2 separate regions of the Sus scrofa genome follow, and region 1 is linked to region 2. Evidence: chromatin contacts called from public Hi-C data. All regions are on one chromosome and are shown on one strand. Each heading gives the region's core, a stretch centred on a gene start, on an enhancer-like site or on the middle of the called end of the contact. The rest is flanking DNA. Distances are from core to core; before and after follow the strand shown.

The links. A called contact is a pair of places that touch in the nucleus more often than the background predicts.
Region 1: a Hi-C map of liver shows a contact between it and region 2, with 1.7 times the contacts expected there. The contact joins two enhancer-like sites. A contact is called at or near these places in 9 of 47 Hi-C or Micro-C datasets (blood, embryonic fibroblasts, fetal heart ventricle and 5 more) and 1 of 2 datasets of contacts at active chromatin or transcription factors (skeletal muscle).

What each region holds. Positions count from the first base shown.
Region 1 is chr12:21,954,056-21,961,691 of Sscrofa11.1, reverse strand. No RefSeq gene overlaps it. Among named protein-coding and RNA genes, the nearest start is that of IGFBP4, 22 kb to the left of the region's middle. Within about 2 kb of position 2,736, at least 16 of the 83 cell types and tissues checked have an H3K27ac peak or open chromatin away from gene starts, as enhancers often do. A contact at or near this core is called in liver and retroperitoneal adipose tissue, where this site is marked.
Region 2 is chr12:21,875,332-21,881,909 of Sscrofa11.1, reverse strand. No RefSeq gene overlaps it. Among named protein-coding and RNA genes, the nearest start is that of CCR7, 21 kb to the right of the region's middle. Within about 2 kb of position 3,444, at least 31 of the 83 cell types and tissues checked have an H3K27ac peak or open chromatin away from gene starts, as enhancers often do. A contact at or near this core is called in liver and retroperitoneal adipose tissue, where this site is marked.

The DNA.
Region 1 (7,636 bases), core at 1,487-3,986, 80 kb before region 2:
CTAGAAAAGGCAAAAAGACCGGGAAAAAAAAAAAAAAAAGAAAAAAAGAAAGAAAGAAACATACTCTAATGAGTGAGCAGGCGCCACCAGGACCACCTCTCCCCTCACTGTCCCCTCCTCCCTTCCCCAGGTCCCCACCCCCTTCCTCCTTGACCCAGACAATTCCATCCAGACTTGGGGAGGGGCTGGTGGAGCCTGGGAGTGGAACCCCAGTGGGATTGGCTTCTTGGCCCCTTACACAGTCTCTAAAGTGCAAACAACATATTTTTGCCATGCAATGGTATTTAATTACACATAAAAACAGAGCCATTAAACTGAAATTAAACCCTTGTTGGAATCGCTTAATTCAGGGCATGACAAATTGCTTTCAGTGCAGGCAGCAATGAAGTCCCCTCAGGGAGAGAAGGAGATTCGTGGCTTCCATGGCTGGCTGGGTCCCCTCATCCTCTTGGCCCCCTCGCTGGCTGTAGGTTCTGAAAGTGGGGTTATAACCTTCTTCTAAAGACCACCCAAGCCAAGGGGAAGTCTCTGGGTTTGTTCAGAACGACAGCAAGGGAGGGTTAGGGAATCACCGATCACTGTTTAACCCAGTTGCAGACAACTCGGTCTGTTTTATGGATGGGGAAGTTGAGGCCCAGGTGCCAGCATCATCCAGACCCAGGATGAGAACGCTGGCCCCAAGTCACGACCAGGGAGGCTGATAAAACCTTCACCTTGGGCCTGAAGACAGAGGTTGGAGCTGGGTGGGTGAGGGTTGGGAAACCAGACGAGGACCTGAATGGGGAGGGTAGATTTTCCCAGAACCGAACTCCCACAGGGTCCGAGTCTAGAAACAAGCGGGGGAGGCAGACATGGGATTCCTGAGGCAGACTTGACTTCGTGGCGGGCAGCCTGGTGCCCACACTCTGGCTTAGGCTGACTGAGTAACTTAACCACCTGGGTGATGATGGGCAGGCAAGCCCTTTCAGTCCTGTGAGCCTCCGTTTCCCTACCTGTCAAATGGGGATGGTGACTCCGATCGAGTGAGTTCCCGTGAGGACCTACGGGCAGAATGCACGAATAGAGCTTGGGGTCAAGTTCAGTAAGTGGTTCTATTAGACTTCCTTCTCAGGACCTCTGGTCCCCACTTATAAGATCCAGCGGGGCCCTGGTGGTTCCTGGGACTCCCCTGCCCTGTGTCTGCAGCCCTGTCTCCTCCCTCCTGGGCCTCATCTGCCCTGTAGGTTCCCTTCTCTCCTCTGAGGCCTGGTCTCTAACGGTGGCCAGAGGTCTGGGGTGTGTGGTCAGACGACGGGGTAGGAAAAGGCAGGCCAGGGTCCCTGCCTCACCTGGTCTCCCAGGGGCTGTGTGTGAGGCCGGTCTGGGAGGTGAAGGGGGGCCCACACTGTGTGGGGGGGCACCGGGGGTGAGCAGTGAGCCTGCGGTCTCCTCCCCCGTGTGCTGTCTTCCATCTGGGAACCAGCTCTCCAGATTGGAACCAGATGGGTGTGCTGTGGCCGGGGGCCTGTCTCAGCGGCCCACTTACTCACTGTCCTTCTTGGCGGGGAGGGGGGTGGGGGTGTGTGGAGGAAGGGAGGGGGTCCCGGACTAAGAGGAGGGGGAGGTGGAGAGGGTCCTTGGCACTGGGGCTGGGGGAGAGAGGGTCCTTTTCTTCCCTCTCCTCTCCAGGCTAGTGGCGTGGGGACTTTTCTATAACCCACAGAGGATGGTGGTGGGGAGACTTGTCCTCAGTTTTCCCACCTGTCAAATGGGGATGGTGATTCCTATCTAGTGAGTTCCTGTGAGGACAAGTCTCCCACTAAGGCTTGGGGTGGGGGGGCAGCCCTAGAACTTATGACACCTCCTCATAACGGGGTGCAACACCCCCTCATAAGGGGGCGCAGCATCCCCGTCCCCATCCCCGCAGCTCGGCTCGGCTGCAGGATGCCAAAGAGGTGCTAACTAGGCCTGTTCCCCAAGCCCTGGACTGGCCTCAGGTTCATTCTCCTCACCCTTGGCCTTCTTAGCCTTGGTAGGCAGAGAGGTTCCTGCCCCTGGGGCTGGGGTGGAAGGGCTGGGGCCAGGCTGAAGACCAGGGTTCCATGTCATTGCAGGCCTGGCCACTACCCGGCTGCAGATGGCTCCCCCGCCAGCCTGGCGGCCACACAAATGCTTTACAGCTGTCCTGTCGGTTTGCCCCCCACCTCCCACCCCGAGAGCCTAGAGACCCAGGCAGGGAGCTGGGGGACACGGAGCTGTGGTGGGTGGGGGACAGGCCAAGCTGGCTGCCAGCCAGACCCGGTGGCTGAGGTAGTGAGGGCAAGGCAATTTGGAGATTTAAAAAAAAAAAACAAACTTCCCAATGTGCAGGGCTTGGAAGGTAGGTTCCTGAAGCGTCGCCTGTGGGGTGGGGGTGGGGAGGGGACCCTACCTCCCTTCTGGGTCCTGGTCTCTGAGCAGAGCCAGAAGCTTCTAAGTTGAAGCGGCTGGGAGGGGAGCCCAGCCTTGTCCCCACCCAAGGGAAATTGGACCAGACTGCTCAGGAAATAAATTCAATTTTCCAGCATCATGGAAGGTTAGTCGGACAATAGAGGGTTTTTTCCCCAAAAAAACATCAGAAAAAAAAAAAAGTCCAATTGCTTTTGGCTGAGTTGTTTCTCAACTTCATTTCTCAGCCTCAGTTCAAGGCTTCTCATTGAAAGTGACATGTGACTGCTCAGTGACCCTGGCCTGATCGCTGGCCTTGTGAGGGGTCAGGCCGGGCCAGCCTGAAGCCATGCTCCCAGGGTCTCTGGCCACCCCCACTTCCCAAAGTCCTGAGCAGGCCCAGCTCCTTGCTGGGTAAAAACAAAAAACCTTCCCCCCAAGAGGTTCTGAATTCAGGGGCTGGCGAGTCTGGAATCCCAGGCCACAGGGTTTATATTAAAATGTAAACGGCCCTTAAAAGTTCTGGAAAGTGTTCTTTTGGGGGGTGGGGTGGAACGGGGACGTTGCCTTTAAAATGCAAACAGACCTTGTAAACCCCGGCTTGGGGGCTTGGGGACTTTCTGGGGCTGGAATGAGGGGAGCCTGGGGCCTGCGGGCTGGGGAAGGGCTGGCCTCCAGTTGTGCTCTGTGCCTTGTGGGGGACTCTGGGCTCTGGCAGAGGAAGGGGGGTCCTCAGGATCTGAAGCAGAGGGCAGGCCCAGAGTGGGGGGGAGGAGGGGGCAGAGGGTGCCCAGAGGCAGAATCCAACCTTTTAGGGTGGGAGCTGGGACAGACCACCCAGGAGGCCTTGGGGAGAACAGGCCCGTAGAGGGGTGCGGGGCTGGGTGGCGGGCAGAGGGCATGGCTCTAGCCCCACGGCTGAGAAAGGTTCTTTCCAAGAAGACCTGGGCAGGGAGCAGCCTTCAAGTCTTCGCCAGTTCACCCATGACATAGATGCCCCGTGTCTTGCTTGTCTGAAGGCATACATGCATGAGCTGGTGGCAGACGGATTAGAACCCGGGGCAGAGTTCTCTTTGAACCTCCACCCAGTGGGGCGGGGAGACTCTTCCGGCTTCAGGAAGGACAGTTAAGTAAAGATTATTTGGGAAGAAGGAAGGAGAACCTGATTGAAGATTCTGGGTCAAAGGGGACAGGGGACATAGGCCACCTTTCAGGCAGAAAGAGGGACAGGTGACTTTTTGCAACCTGAGTAACCTGGGGTAGGGATGACGGTGGGAGAAAAGAGCCTTGGCAGAGGCACCAGGAGGGGCAGACAACCCTATCCTGGGGTAGGTGGAGGCAGGGGATTGGGCGTAATGACCTCTGATTCCATAAGCTCCCCATGGCGTTATGACCATCATCGAGCTCAGTGGCTCAAATCACACTCTGCCATTTATTATGGTTGGACCCTGGGAACCGTGCTTCATCCTCAGCTCCACGTCCATCAAATGATAGCAAATTATGGTAGCTACACAGTGTTGCCGTCGAGATGAAATGAGATAACACGTCGCAAAGCTCCTTACAAATATTTACCGCAGCCTGAAATACACCAGGCACCGTTTTAGGTGCTAGGGATTCGATGGTGAACCCTCGAGTCTCTTTGTTCGTGGAGCTCCCATCCCAGCAGCCTGGTACTTGGCTTGCATTAGGTGCTCAATAAAGACGGCTAGGAGTGCTAGCCTTCTCCTGATGAGCACTGCTCCGCCATAGGCTGCAAAGTACCTTCATGTCCGTTGTCTCTCTAGGCTTTCCACGACTCTGTTTGTGAGGCAGAGGCCCAGAGAAGCGACTCGCCCTAAATCATGCAGGGAGTCAATGGTGGGGGGTGGGTGGGGCGCTGCCACCCAGATCTGCCTAACCGCTAGGCTTCTAATTCTTTTTTATTTTTATTTATTTTTTGCTATTTCTTGGGCCGCTCCTGAGGCATATGGAGGTTCCCAGGCTAGGGGTCAAATCGGAGCTGTAGCCACCGGCCTACGCCAGAGCCACAGCAACGCGGGTCTGCAACCTACACTACACTACACCACACTACACTACACTACACTACAGCTCACGGCAACGCCGGATCGTTAACCCACTGAGCAAGGGCAGGGACTGAACCCGCAACCTCATGGTTCCTAGTCGGATTCATTAACCACTGCACCACGACGGGGGAGGGGAACATGGCTAGGCCAGGGCCCTGTATGGAGGGGTGCTATGGATTGAACTGTGTCTGGCCAAGTTCATATGTTGAAGCCCTGACCCCAAGGTGACTGTATTTGGAGACAGGTCCCTTGGGAGGTAATACAGGAGGTTAACTGAGCCCATAAAGGAGGGATCCTAATCTGATAGGATTGGTGGCCTTACCAGAAGAGGAAAATGCACTGAGGAAAGGTCATATGTGCATACAGCTGGAAGGTGGCCGACGGCAAGCCAAGGAGAGAGCCCTCCCTGTGCTGGTCCCCAGATGGCACACCTCCAGGCTCCAGAACTGTCAGGGGAGATGTGTCTATTGGGGGAACTGCCTGGTCTATGGTTTTTTGTTATGGCAGACTAATACAAGGGGGAAGGCTCCCCTCACCTGCGGCCCCCCTGCCGGGTCTTATTTTTCCTATGTGGTCCTTTCAAGTTCAAGGGGAAACCGGGTCCCAGGCCCAGGTCAGGTAGGCTCCTGTCCCAGCCTGTCTCGGCCTGACAGACCCCATCTTTTTCCTGGCTTGAGCTCCCAATCTTCCCTGTTTCCTCTTCCCATCACACTCCTCTCCACCCAGGCCTCAGGTCTTTTCTCCTGTACCCCAAAATCCGGTCACTTAGTCCGTGGTTGAAAAGCCTTGATGTCACCCCATTACCTACAGGATGAAGCCCAAAGAGGCTGCCATGTACACCTGTGCACCGTGCAACTGTTAGGGGACCATTGACTGAAATTGCCCACCTTGACCAGGCACAACAATAATGGCTCTTGGGAGTTCCCGTTGTGGCTCTGTGGGTTCAGAACCCGACACAGTGTCTGTGAAGAAGTGGGTTTGATCCCTGGCCTCACTCACAGGGTTAAGGATCTGGTGTTGCTGCTAGCTGTGGCGTAAGTCCCAGATGTGGCTTGGATCCTGCGTGGCTGTGGCTGTGGCTGTGGTGTAGGCCAGTAGCTGCAGCTCCAATTCGACCCCTAGCCTGGGAACTTCCACATGCCGCAGGTATGGCTCTAACCCTAAAAAAATAAAATAATAATAATAACTGCTGGCATGAGTTGTCTCAAAACAGGAGGCCCTGATTGGGAACATGATGCTGCCCTGAAAACTAACAGGAGGGTTTGGGAGGGGCCAACAGGCGGGAGGAGACGACCAACCTCCCAGAATCCTTGGTGCTGGAATCCATCTTGGCTGAGAGGTGCAAGTGCCACCAAGAAGGACCTCGAGCGGGACCAGATATGGGCCAAGCAAGATGATTGGCCAGAGACGATCTGGAAACGAACCCTGTTACCATAAAACCTGAGGCAGCATTCCCTGGTGGCTCAGAGCGTTAAGGATCCAGCATTGTCACTGCTATGGCTTGGGTTGCTGCTATGGCATGGGTTCGATACCTGACCTGGGGAACTTCCACATGCTGCGGTCGTGGCAAAAAAAAAAAGTCCCCACCCCCAAACCCCCAAAACCCTCATTACAAAACCATGAAACCTGAAGCTGAGAGCCGTGTGGCAGAGCAGTTCTCTTGGGTTCCCTTATCACTTGCACAACTGTACACAGTGGTGCTGAGGCCAGCCCCATGCACTCATTCATTCATTCATTCATTCATTCAACAGATTTTCATTCCTTGGACCCAAGGTTCTTGATCTGGCTGCTATCTCTTTCCTTTGCCTCCTCTTTGACTCCCTTGGGTGCCATAGGCTTTAGCCACACTGAACATGGTATCTTTTCCTACCTGTGGGCTTCAAATTCATCCATCTGCTTGCCTGAGGGTGCTGAGCCAGGGGACCAGGCAAGTTTGGAACCCTGTTTCTCTGCCTTCACTAGCTAGGTGAATGTGGGCAGGTTAACCCTCTGAGCCTCAGTTTTCCAATCTGTAAAGTGGGATTCAACATAACGTGCCTCACATTGCGCTTAGCACACAGGAGCCCCTGGTAAAAGCTGGGTTTCCGCCCTCTTTGCTGTTAAATTCCTGTTTATCCTTGAAGATTCCACTCCGCTTGGTAACGTTGCCCTCATTCTCCCCAAAAGGGGAAAGTTTATCTTCCCTGTTTATATCTTTCTTGCCAGTACATGACACTTACAAACCTCTGTTATAACACTGTTATATTTATCCATTTTCCTGGCTCACATGAACAAAGCATGCAGCCAGAGAACATTTTTTGCATAAATCAAGGTCCTGATTTCTGGGTTGGGAGACCTTAGCCCCCCAGCCCTGGTCTGGTTCCAAGCTCTCAGCCCCATGGGTGGCATGAGAGTTAAGGATGGGGTGGGGGTGGGGAGGTGGCAGCTGAGGGTGAAAGAGCAGAGGTGAGCTGCCTTGGCCATCTGCAGGAGGAGTGTGGGGGAGGTGGCTGGCCAGATGGGGTGGGGGTGAGGGTGCTTCAGCCTGCTGGAGCGTTTGCTCTGTAGCCAGCCAGGAGGCAGGGTTAGGGGACATGGGAATCTGAGGGGTTTTTGGTTTGTTAAATGGCCCCACCCGTGGCATACAGAAGTTCCAGGGATGGAATCTGATCCTTAACCCATTGAGCCACAGTGGGAACTCTGGGAATCTGTGGGAGGGGGGGTTGGTTGGTTTGTTTGTTTGCTTAAAGCTGCATCCATGGCATATGGAAGTTCCCAGGCTAGGGGTCAAATAGGAGCTGTAGTTGCTGGCCTACAGATTCAAGCCTTGTCTGTGACCTACAGTGCAGCTCACAGCAGCAGTGGATCCTTAACCCACTGAGTGGGGCCAAGGATCAAACCCGCATCCTCATTGATACTAGTTGGGTTTGTTACTGCTGAGCCACAATGGGAACTCCAAGAATCTGCATTTTGAAAAGTGGTTAGTGGTGCAGGAGGCTGCCATCCTCTCTTCCCATCAACTCCAGCTGGGCTTTGCTGTGGGTCCAGCCCCCTGGGACAGAGGGGCGAGGGAATGAAATGGGACAGGAGTGAGAGAGAAGTGTAAAGAGAGGAGTTCCCGTCATGGCTCAGTGGTTAACGAATCCAACTAGGAACCATGAGGTTGCAAGTTCGATCCCTGGCCTTGC
Region 2 (6,578 bases), core at 2,195-4,694:
CCCTCTGGGCCTTGTTTTCCTCCAAATGACATGAGATAACAGCACCTGCCTCATGGCAAAAGGTGATAACCACATATACAATAAATATTAGCTTCCTAAATATGGGGCTTGCACCGGGTGGGGGAGGGGAGAAGATCAGACGCTGGATGCTGCTGACCCAGCTCAGCCTTGGAGAGGCCACCCCTGTTCCTTCTCATCCTCTGCCCGCCCTGGCTGGCGGGGAGCGTTGGCCCCTTCCCCAGCCAGGCTCCTCCAGCTGCCCCGCGGTCTGTGCCATTCTGGCTGGTGTTATGTCGGGCCCCCCAGAGCTCTGCAGCACCAGTGGCACGTGGGCTCCCAGGAGTGACAGTTTCTAAGGCAGGCTGAGAATGAGAATGCAGCGGGGCCCCCTGAATCCCTGGGGCCCCCCGAGAATCCTTGGGCTCCAGGCCCATGCTGCCACAGCCACGGGGTCCAGAAGAGGGGCAGGAATCCAGGTCACCAGCTGGTGCTACACAGGCTGGTTTGCCTTCTCTCTTTCCTTTTGTCAGCTTTCTCCAGGAGGCGAGAGAGTAGGCAGGAGCCTTCGGGAGGAAGGCTTATTTTGCCAGTTTTCATCCAGAGTTGGCGACGAGGCATGCGTTAGAGCCACCTACCTCCTCCAGCCGGTCTCCGAGTGAGAGCAAGTGGCCCCACGGCCTCGCCTCTCCAGACCTGCCAGGTGGTGGGAGAGACGGACAGATCTTGGGTCTCATTCTGACTCTGCTGCTTATTAGCTGGGTGACCTTGTGCATGTGATTGACCTCTTCTAGCCTCAGTTTCCTTGACCGTAAAATGGGAAGAATAACAATCCCAAGTCACAGTGTTGAGGGAACCGAATGCGCTAATGGTTATTTAGCACATGACTGACACAGAGTGAGCCCCTTAAATTCAATTTTCTTCCTTCCTTCCCCCCCATCCTTCCCTCCCTCCTGCCTCCCTGCCTTCCTTCCTGGGGAAAATGATGGCTACCTTAAAAGCAGAGCTCTGAGATGGGAGACCCCTAGGTAAGTGGACCCCTGCCCCCCATCCCTGAATCCCAAGCCAGGAGAATGGAGAAGACAGGAAGCCGGGAAGTCCTGCCCAGGTGTAGGCGCCTGGGATGGAGGCTCCTCCTGCACCCCTTGCCCTAAGAGCAGGGAGCTGAGACAAGCAGGAGAGGCCCCCTGAAGTAGGGCGGGAGGGGCGGAAATCAACTGGACCCATGCTTTCTCCTTCCTGCGGCCAGCTTCCCCTCTCAAGAGTAGACAGTCCAGATGTCCCATCCCACCCTCTGCCAGCCAGTGGAAGCAGAGCCAGCAGCTAATTCGAACTGAGATGTTAACAACAAAAAATGAATCAATGATATTCACACCCTGGGGTGTTGATAGCTGTTAATGGCTTTCCGGTTCAGCCAAACTGCCTTCTCACCAACCCAGCCCTCTTCCCTGAAGCCGGCTGGAGCTCAGCTGGAGTTCTGGTGGCCCGCAGGCAGCGGAGGTCCGAGAGTTGGGGCTCTAGTCTGGGGTCTGGGACAGGGCTAACCAGGCACACAAGCCAAGCGGCCCGGGCAGGCAGAACTGGAGCACTGGGTCACTTGTGTGATCTTAGCTTCTAGAGAGCAGGTGAGCCAGAAGGCTCAAAACGTTTGAGCCATACTGGATGAGACCTGTGTGTGGCTCACGGCTCACCACTGCCCCTTGCTTTAAACAGGGAAGAGTCTGGAAGGTGGAAGGAGGTGGGGGTGAGAGGCAGGAGGGGGCCCGAAGCTTCTCCACATCCAGGAGGGGCTGTTGTATCCTGCCCATCTTCCACGTTACAAACATTCAACCTCATCTGACTTTTTTTTTTTGTCTTTTTAGGGCCACCCCCACAGCACATGGAAGTTCCCAGGCTAGGGGTCCAATCGGAGCTGCAACTGTTGGCCTAAACCACAGCCACAGCAATGCTGGATCCTTAACCTACCGAGCAAGGCCAGGGATGGAACCTACAATCTCATGGATACTAGTCGGGTTCTTAACCTGCTGAGCCACAAGGGGAACTCCTTCTGCGTTTCTAATAAGCTCCCAGGTGCTGTTGGTTCAGGGTTCTACCTAAGTAGAACCTCACTACTTTTAGGTGTGGCCCTAAAAAGACAAAAACAAAAACAAAGAAAAACAACAACAAAAAAAACCCTTTATAAATGGCAGAATCTGGGCCCCAAGTATTTCTGAGGCCAGTGGGACTCTGGGTTTAGAGAAAGTACAGGGATGAGAGATTTATTTTTTTTATTTTTTGTACTTTTGCTTTTTTAGGGCCAAACTTGCTGCATGGGGAGGTTCCCAGGCTAGAGGTCCAGCTGGAGCTGCAGCTGCCAGCCTACACCACGGCTACAGCAACTCTGGATCCAAGCCGTGTCTGTGACCTACACCATAGCTCACAGCAACACCAGATCCTTAACCCACTGAGCGAGGCCAGGGATCGAACCTGCACCCTCATGGATGCTAGTCAGATTCTTAACCTGCTGAGAACTCGGGGAAATGTTTAGTTAGCAAACATTTCCATCCAGGACCTCTCAGGTCCTTTGGGGGGCGGGATTGAAGCTCTTAGGGATTTGCAGGGGCCTGGCCCACAGCCTCACCCTTTGCCTCTGTGGACAAGCAGAGGCCCCCCCAGAGACTCAGATCAGTTAGAACTTCTGTCCCCCGGCAGGGGAGGGATGTCAGAGCAGCCGGGCCCATGCAGGAGCCCGCCCACCGCAGGTAAACACAGAGCTTTGAACCCCAGGAAGCTCCTAGCACAGAAGCTTCAGCCTCTCCCTTTCTCTCTCAGGGCTGGGTTCCTGTCAAGGAGACAGAGAAAGTTTCCACTGCGGGTGTGTGTGTATGTGTGTGTGTGTACGCCACCCACATGGAAGTGCCCTATTATCTTTTCCCTTTTGCAGAAAATCAGGTCAGTGGTTTGATGGCTGTCACCAACCGCATGGTGCAGTGAGGAGGTGGCCCGAGCTGGCCTGGCCTCCGAAAGTGCTGATGGCCAAGGGTAGGAGGGTGAGGGGCTGGAGTCTGGGGCCGCCAGGTCCCTGCTGCTTGGCTCCCCAGGCCGTGGGGTCCCCAGAAAGCAGCTGCCCACCTGGGAAAAGGCCATGGCCGGCCTCCCCCTGTCTCGATCTCAGCATTCCTCTCGCCTTCCTGCCGGCCGAGGCCTCCCTCCCCGGCGGAGTAATCAGTAATCGGGGAAACTCGACCCCCTGACCTGTGGCAGGAAGGGGTGGGAAGCAAGGAGCCTGGGGTTAAACCGGGTGGGGGGTGGGAGTCTCTGCACTGTTAATAACGACGACAACAACAACAAGGGCAAGGACAAGGGCTCTGGCCCCCCCACCTCCCAGCACTTTCACACCAGTTTCTTCACCTCGCCCACAACACAGCCTTGGAAGGGGAGCGAGTGGGAGGTATTGTTATGCCCTGGTGTTGCTGACGAGGGTGCTCAGAGTGAGAGTGAGGTCAAAACCCTAGTTCAAAGGCGTGTAGACTCCAGCCTGGCTCGGCTTGCCTTCTGCTGCCCCGCCCCCAGCCTCCAGCACCTGGGCCCAGCTACCCCGGCAGAGGGGGGGCACAGGGACAGGGGCAGATGGGGCAGAAGAGCGAACTTTCCCTGTTGCCCTAGCAGGTGGCGGGAGGCCCAGCCCCAGCCGTCAGGAGGGCCAGGCTCAGCTGGATCTTCTCTCAAAGGGAGGCTGCCTGGCTGCCCTCATCACAGGACTCGACCGGGGAAGGACTTGCCTTCCCAGGTCCTAAGCCTGAATGGGATGGGGGACAGAGGGCCAAGCCTCTTCCAGGAAGGGCAGCCCCTCCATCCTCATCTCATCCGGTCCTTTAAGTCCACCACTGCCTTGTCCACCAGCCCCCCCCCCGCCCCCGCCAGCTCCCCAAATCCTCTTCTCCCCAAACCCTCGTCTCTGTTCTGCTCTGGCTCCTGTGACTGTTTCCTCAGAGGCTCAAACAATAGAGGCTGATGATCCAACTGCTGAGAGCACACACACACACCCCCCACCGCCCCGTGGCCAGAAATCATCTGTTACCCATCTCTGGGGCCCAGGCTGCCAGACTGAGACCTTTTTTTTTCCCTCCTACTTCTTACTGGAAATGAGCACCCCCCCCAAACGCCCCACCTCCCTCGGGAAGGTTCAAGGACTCATCTCTGGCTTTGCCTGCTCTGTGGGGCCCCTCTGCAGTGGGGAGGTGGGCAGGGGCTGGTGCCTGTGGCCACTCGGAGGCCCTTCTGGTGGGGTTGTCGGGGGGAGCCTTGGCGTGACCTCGCCGGGGCAGCTCAGCCTCCCTGCCCTGGACGCAAACTCACAGGAGCGGCTCGCTCTCCTTGAGGGTACGATGCTGACGTGGCACAGACCGTGCTGGAAATGACAGAGTGCCTTAGAGGGAAAAACAAACGGGGGTTTCAGTTCCCATGGAAACAGCATCTATTTGCAGTGGAGCCCGCGTCAGAGCTAGACGGCTCTGACCGGGTGCTCCGGTGGGGCGGGGGTGGACGTTGGAGGGCAGGGTCGTCTGTTTACTGCCTGGGACTCTCCCAGGACAGCAAGTCTGAAAGGGCGCCCTTACCTTTGGCTTTGACCAGCACTCTTTCCGCAGCGGGGCTATGGGTCTGGGCATAGCTCGGCAATGCAGGGGGTTTTGGGCAGATTTCAGACTTATGAGTCAAAAGCGTGGGCAGACCCCCAAATTAGCCATTCATACATTGATTCCACAAATGTTTTTTGACCTATTCTATGCCAGGCACTGGGCTAGGCCAGCCAATCAGGAGTTGATCTGTACACGCTAAGTTTGGTGGTTGAAGCCGCCTTTCCTGGAAGGAACTGTGGTCAGAAGAGGGTACAGCTGGGACCTGTTGGGGACCACATGATATCAAAGCACAAGGGGTAGCAATGCCACTCCCCTCACTCTGTGGCCAAAGCAAGTGATTTCTGTTCTCTTTTGTCCAGAGAAGCGACCTCCTTCCTCTCCGGGGGAAAGCTACGCTTAAAAGGTCAAGGCACGGGAGTTTTCTTGTGGCGAATTCTTTGGTTGCCTCAGAAGTTGGCCTTTCTATTTGGCACCAGCAGATAGAGGTCATCTTTTGGCAACACCCCCAATGGTAAGTCAACCCAGCTAACGGGCTGCAGGTGTCTGAGCTGGGTCATGTGTGTGCCCCAGTGAGTGGGCCCTAGTGAATGCCCATGAAGATGGGGGGGCATGTATGGGTGTGCAGGGTATGTCCTCTCCAACATAAATATTTGTGTGCTTCTTTTTTTTTTTTTTTTTTTTTTTGGTCTTTTTAGGGTGACCCCCATGGCATATGGGGGTTACCAGGCTAGGGGTCAAATCGGAGCTATAGCTGCCGACATACACCACAGCTTGTGGCAACATTGGATCCTTAACCCACTGCCAGGGATCAAACCTGCATCCTGATGGATACAAGTAGGGTTCTTAACCCGCTGAGCCACAACGGGAACTCCAATATTTGCGTGCTCCAGTCACAGCAACTCGGGATCGGAGCTGAGTCTGCAACCTACACCACATTTCCTGACAACGCTGGATCCTTAACCCACCGAGCAAGGCCAGGGATCGAACCTGCATCGTCATGGATGCTAGTCAAGAGTCTTTAACCACTGAGCCACGACAGGAACTCTTAAACACCTTGTGCTTCCTAAACACCTTGTAAATGCATGTACTATGAATGCCTACCTAGCTGCAGGACCAGCTACAGTGTTTGCAGGGCCCAGCCCCAAAGGAAAATGCTGGGTCTCTTGTTCAAAAATTATTAAGAATTTTCAAATGAAGACAGCTGAGCTTCATATCAGGTGTGGGCCCTTCTGAGCACAGGCCCCGTGTGACTGCTCGGGGTGTGTATATGTGTGACTATGCTGTGTGTGTGTGTGTGTGTGTGTGTGTGTGTGTGAGAGTGGGTGTGGGTGTGGTGGGTGGTGGTGGAGGGGGGCTGGGCATGAAATCTGAGCTCTCTCCTCACCACCCCCAGGCCAGGCCCCAGGCAGCTGCTGGGGTCTATCAAAGGAAAGGTGTGTTTTATTTTTGGCGCCTTGGCTGCCTCCTTCCACAGTGCCCCAGGGAGGCTTTTGTTTTACTGCCTGGGTGACAAGCACTTCCCTTCACCTGCTGCCACGGTGGCCCCACCAGAAACCACAGCTGGGGGTGGGGCAGCTTCCTCAGCCCCTCACCCACTCACTCTGGGCCTCTTCCAGGCAGCAAGGACGCCGATGACGTGCCCAGAGCCCCGTCTGGCTGACCCCACCCAGACAAGGTACCTGGCAGCGCTTGGGAGCTGGAGGCGATGGTGGAGATTATAGAATCCAGCGCCCTCATCTCACGGCTAAGGAGGACGAGGCCCAGAGAGGGGAGCTGACCTGCCCGTGTTACCCACTCTGCCTATGGCAGAGCCGGGACAATCAGCTCCCAAGCATAAAACCCCACAGGGCGGACCTGTGCAGGAAGCCTGTGGGGAGAGCAGGGCTGCTGCCTAGTGTGGGGGTCACATCCCCCTGGGCCGGTGAGGCTCTGTCTTTGTTATTTGCTTTTCCTTCTTCCTAA